Regions from separate parts of the Mus musculus genome. Here region 1 is linked to region 2. A link is a contact called in public promoter capture Hi-C data. All regions are on one chromosome and are shown on one strand. The core of a region is the stretch at or near the end of the contact, and the rest is flanking DNA. Distances in the headings are between cores, read along the strand shown. Region 1 holds the start of Odc1 (ornithine decarboxylase, structural 1). Region 2 holds the start of Sf3b6 (splicing factor 3B, subunit 6).

Evidence for each region. Promoter capture Hi-C pulls out the DNA fragments that hold promoters and counts their contacts.
Region 1: a promoter capture Hi-C map of pre-B cells shows a contact between it and region 2. The contact joins the promoter of Odc1 here to the promoter of Sf3b6 in region 2.

What each region holds. Positions count from the first base shown.
Region 1 is chr12:17,543,575-17,546,274 of GRCm38.p6, reverse strand. It overlaps Odc1 (ornithine decarboxylase, structural 1), which reads right to left and starts at 1,402. Exons shown (of 12, transcript NM_013614.2): 1 at 1,107-1,402. Gm22748 (a small nucleolar RNA gene) reads right to left here and starts at 129; the gene lies at 1-129.
Region 2 is chr12:4,816,293-4,818,992 of GRCm38.p6, reverse strand. Sf3b6 (splicing factor 3B, subunit 6) reads right to left here and starts at 1,385. Exons shown (of 4, transcript NM_025323.2): 1 at 1,174-1,385. The coding sequence starts at 1,203. It also overlaps the pseudogene Gm20348.

The DNA.
Region 1 (2,700 bases), core at 153-2,652, about 13 Mb before region 2:
TGACCCACTTCAGTGCCTGCAGCCTACAGGCACGGAGGCTGGGCAATGGTTAGGAGCCACAATTTGCTCTAGCATGGGACACTATGAGAGGCCCACGGGGAAGAGCCTGCCATAAATCCAAATCCATGCATGGTTAAACATGTTAAGCCTTAATTTAACGAGACTTTTGGCAATGTCAACTTCCGTTAGCTGCCTAAACCTCTCCTAAGTTAAGACTAGAGAAGAGAGCCAGCCAACTCGTTGTATATCATTTACAACTGATGAATGGGCTTTGGCAGTAACTTTGTAATTTTAGGTCTTAAGTATTTTCCAGGCAACCTTCCGGTTTAAACACGAAAAGCTTTGAGATACTGTTTTGCCTTTCTGTAGCTTTGCCTAAATAATATAATAGATAAGATCTGAAAGAAAAATGTTACTAACACATTTTGGTATGGGAAGTAGCTAAATCGTGTCAGACAATTAGCACAAGAAGGTAACTCTGGAAGATATAAGCCAATTAAAACAGAAAAGAATTCCAATCAGTCAAAGTCTGCCCGATCTTAGGTTTGAATAAAACAAACCACTACATTCTTTGTCCTCTCCCAGACATTCCTGACAGGCTCTGCCCCCCACACTTTTTCCAGTTATTGAGGATTCTGAGTAGGGTTTCCGGGACAGCCGGGAACCCGTTTTCCCCTAAACCACTAAGTCATTCAAGGAGTTCTAATTCCAAGTCACAGCTGGTGGGTATTCATTAGCAGTGACTCCCAGACTAAATTTGGTCTACCAACTTCCACTCCGGGTCATCGCCTCTGCTCTGTACACGTAGTGAAACTAAAGAAAGCAGCAGGAAACTAACTGCAGGACCGCTGCTCGCGGCCGCGCTCCCCTGCACCTGCCGCGGGCTTGCCCTCCATCATCACCCGGGCAAGTGGAGCGCTGAGTCCGGCTGACGCGAAGAGGGCTCCCATGGGGGGATCCGAGGGCTTGCAGCCGAGGTCCAGGAGCAGCTGCCTTCAGGGCGGCGGCTCGCAAGGTCACCGGTCCCGGGCCACGTGTCCCCTGCCGGCGGCCGCAGTCCGGGCCTCGCGACACGTGGCCGCACATCCCTCCCGCGTCCCGCTCACCTCACAGCACGGTGGCCCGGCTGGCCTGACCCATGGAGGCGCCGCCGCCAAACCCCGAGGAGCGCCCGTCCGTCCGTCCGTCCGCCCGCCGCCGCCGCCCCGTCAGCCGCCTCGTCGAGCCCGCCGCAGACGCCGACCGGAGGTGGCGCCGAGCTGCTGGCTGAGGGCGGCCGGCGGTGGCGGCTGCAGGGACTGACAAAGCCCGACGGTGCGACGCGCCGCTACTTATACGCCGAGCACGTCGTCATGGAGACGCACCAGCTCAAACCAGCCGCGATCGGTTCCGGCCGGGAGGCGCGGGGGAGGGGCGGGGACTCCGTGGCGGCCAACCCGGGTCCCGGCGCCGGAGGCGGGGGACGCGGGCCGGGCGCGTCAGTGGGGCGGGGCGCAGCGCGTGCCCACCCACCCGCCCATACGCCCCGCGCTCCCCGCCGGGCCTCGTGTCGGACACGCCCTGCGGCAGGCCTGCGCACGCGCACCACATCACCAGTCCTGGCTGCCAGCATGCCGCAGGGCCCTATGGGCAGCGGGCGGGAGTCGGCTGGTGCATGCGCACATGTACCTGGTCGCCAGTCTCTCGCCCCCTACCTCTCCGCCTAGGCACACAATCTCTTCCCCCTCTCCAGGTCCTAACGGCTGAACCCAGACCTGGAAGACTAGCAAAATTCTTCCTCGGCTTTCCATTCAGGGGGTGGTATTCCCTAGCGGGGCAGGCGTATCGCAGATGCAAGCGGAGGATGGATGGGCCGTGAGCTGTGCGCCGGCCACATAGACTAGACTTGGTGGCGCAGACTGACCCTGCATCACGACCCTGTATGCCTAAGCCTGAAAGCTTGCTGAGAGACAAGCCCGCGGAGGCTGACCCGGCCACTCCGTGTTATGTTGGTGGCTTCCAACTAGATGTTAGGCATCAGTTGCATGCTAAGTACGCCTTCTATCTAAGCAAGGGTCGTATTGAAAGGCGTGTTAGGGACAAGGTAAGAGGTGGTGGACAGCCACCAGCTGTCTCTCTTATTCTGTCTTTCAGGGTAGCTACAACTTTGAGAAGCCTGAATGCGAACAGAGTCTGGGCAGTAAATTTGTATCCACCAAAGTTACATTGTTAAAGAACAAGTGGGACTGACTTACATATTCAGTATTGGAAAAACACACGAACACTACAATTTGTTACTATGTATACTATGTATACGATGTTAATGGTTTGTTAATTCTCAGTTAAAACCCCTCTCCCAGCCCAGACGTTGAGATACCATAGCAGTACCAAAAAACTAACTTGAATCACAGCAAAGGAAAAAACTTGAAGCTTTTCAAGGGCCTGAGCAGGGCCAGATGACCCACACCTTTAATCCCAGTACTCAGGCAGAGGCAGGCTTTTGTTTATTTGTTTTTTGTTTGGTTTGGGTGGTTTGTTTTTGAGACCTGGCCTCTCAGTTTAGCCCTGGCTTTAGTGGAACTCTACCTGCCTCTGCCTCAAGAATGCTGGGATTAAAGGTATGTTCCTTCTCTGACCAGCTAAATCTCTTAAGTTTGAGACCAGTATAGTCTACAAAGAGTTCCAGACCAACCACGGCTACATAGTGAGACCCTATCACAA
Region 2 (2,700 bases), core at 136-2,635:
AAATATATTTCTCCAGTAAATCTGCTTTTTCACTGTGTAAAACACTGTGTATGTCTCTCTCTTCTCTCCTAAAACTTCACCATCATCATCCCCTGTAAAATTTGAAAAGGCTCTATACTCTTCTCAGCCAACATAGGATATGACCCGGGGCTCCACACTTCTTGAAGAAAACAGATATGATCAAATGGTAACTATATATTCCTATTGTAAACTTTATCCATCTATGTCCATCCAACCATTTTTTTCTTCTATTGGTGTACCAACCACTCCCCTCTTTACTTATTTTTGGTTGTCATGGTTTGAGGTGCTGGGAGTCAAATCCAGACTCACGCCCACTAGGCAATCACTGAGCCACATTCCAGTTTTACTCTGGAATCTTACATATCAGGTCTCTACCATTATGTTGGCTCACTCTCGTTGGTCTATAAAAAGCACTGTAGGTATCTTTAAAACAATTCAATTTCTCTATTAATAAGAAAAATCATAGAATCAGCTCTACAGTTTTGTCCTAACTCCTACCATCTTTTTATTTTACAGGAACTAAGTTTTCATTCACTGAAATGATTCACATAATCGCGGTTGCCCAAAATCTTCATCAGGATATCCAATGGTCAATTATGTGTCTTTGTTTTGGTGTGATTCTAAGTTTTAACCACTTCTTAATTTCCTGAAAGATGTTTTTTTTTTTCCTTAAAGGTTTTGGTAACACTCACTGACAACAGTAGAACATAAGCCCGACTAGTCCTTTACACAGTAGTGTTGAATAAACCCAACTGATGAATTGCTTCCCGTTTGTAAGACAAGAGACAAAGCAGGTGCTTACATAATATTAATAGAGGATTCCCAAAGTTCTACATTCGAGAAAAATCCCAGGCTCCAGCTGGCAAGGAACCAAATAGTTACTCCGTATGTCTTTTTGGACTCAGAAGAGCCTAACGCCTGGTCCTAGGCGTTACGAGGTCACTGATGCCAGGGGGCTCTCAATAGGGGTGGGGCGAAAAGTCGCTCAAAGAACACACCCCTGAGGACGAGCCCAGGACAGAACCTCCTTTGACAGAACTGATAACAAGCTTCCCCAACTATGGGCGGAGGGACAAAAAACGCTCCCCAGGCACGCAGCAACAGTCAAGCAACAACATCGCTTCCCTGTCACGCAGAAAGCGGGGTACTCACATTCGCCCTCTTAGCCGCTTGCATCGCCATCTTGGCGGGCTGATGTAGGTTACCGTAAGATCCCTCTGGATATTTCTAAACCTGATCGCCTTCGTGGGCGACACGGCGTCAGATACAGAGTATTTACAGCCAGGTAGCGCCGGAAGCTTTTACAGCAATGCCGGAAAGTCCGCGTCTCAAATTAGGACGCGTTTACTTCCTAGAAAAGATGCTCCAAGTCACACTACAGAGAACGCATTCTCAAGCCGGAAAGCGAACTAGCAAGCTCCAGAACGCTTCCGGATTGCGGACCGGAAGGGGCGGGGCGAATGCCAAGGGAAGGGAGGTGTTCCGCTTGAGGGGGTGTGGCTTAAGGAGCGAGGGGCGGGGTCCATGAGAGAGATCAGACCCAGAGCCTGCGATTTAGCGCGCCCAGGTCTCGGAGAGGAACCCGGCTCGCCAGCGCTTCCAACAGAGGTCCCAATCTGAACTTTGCTCGGAAGGCCGATCCCGGGGCCCTGGGCCTCAGGTCGCGCTTCACCTGACCGTCGAACTCCCTCACCCGGTTCCCGCGGCCCCTGTCCACGCAAACAGAGCACACAACCCGTCACATGCATCTTTTTATTTCCTTAGACCAGCTTTACAGGACATGGGAAGAGAGGCCACTTCCGAGTTTGCTCGGAGGTCCTCCTTCACTAGGGCAGCTCCAAGACGATTTTGCCCGCGCTCCTGTTAGCCCCCACATATTAGCCACTTGAATATAAGTTGCCGGGTAGACTCTATCAAGAACCAGCAGCAGACGTTGGGGGCTGTTTGCAGAGAAAGGCAGAATCTGCTCCGTGGAGGTTTTCACCGGCGTTTGTACTAAGGAAAAGATTATCAGCCTGAAGAAAGGCCTTAACCCTGTTATTCTCCATCCTGCCTAGCCCTAATGTTTTGAGTATCTAAAACAGCACACCCTTTCACTTCCCATCAGGAAAGAGCATGCTTTCAAATGTGCACCCTCATTCTGTACCAGGTAAGACTGAAGGCTGCAGTAAAATACTAGTGCAAGTGACAGACTTACATAGCTTAACACAAAAGGAATGCTGAAGCCTTATCGCTGCGAAACTGATGGGATATACTCCCAAAGCTGGCTCCTTCTATGATGCTACAGAGGATTTTAGGAACATAAACCTGTCGAAGGTCCAAGCTTACATAGGCTTTTTTGGTATACTGAGAAGAGGTCTACCCTGAAAACAAAGCCGTGGGCCTATGTGAAGACTTAATACTGTGGCCATGTTTTTGCTCATTCTGATAGAAACATATAAATATGAAGTATAGAAATACGTGGGAGGGTTTAGAGAATTAATTATCTGAACACAGTTACCAATTGGTACACAAGGTAGCAGACTTATTTATAGGCTCCCTAAAGCAAGCTGTTTGTACAAAGGCAGTTTTCTGGGTGACAATCCTACTTTCTTTCACTTACCACCCACCTCATTATCCCTAGATCGAGCAAACTAGTGATCCGACTACCTCATTTAAAAAGTAGTTTTAAAGGCTGGG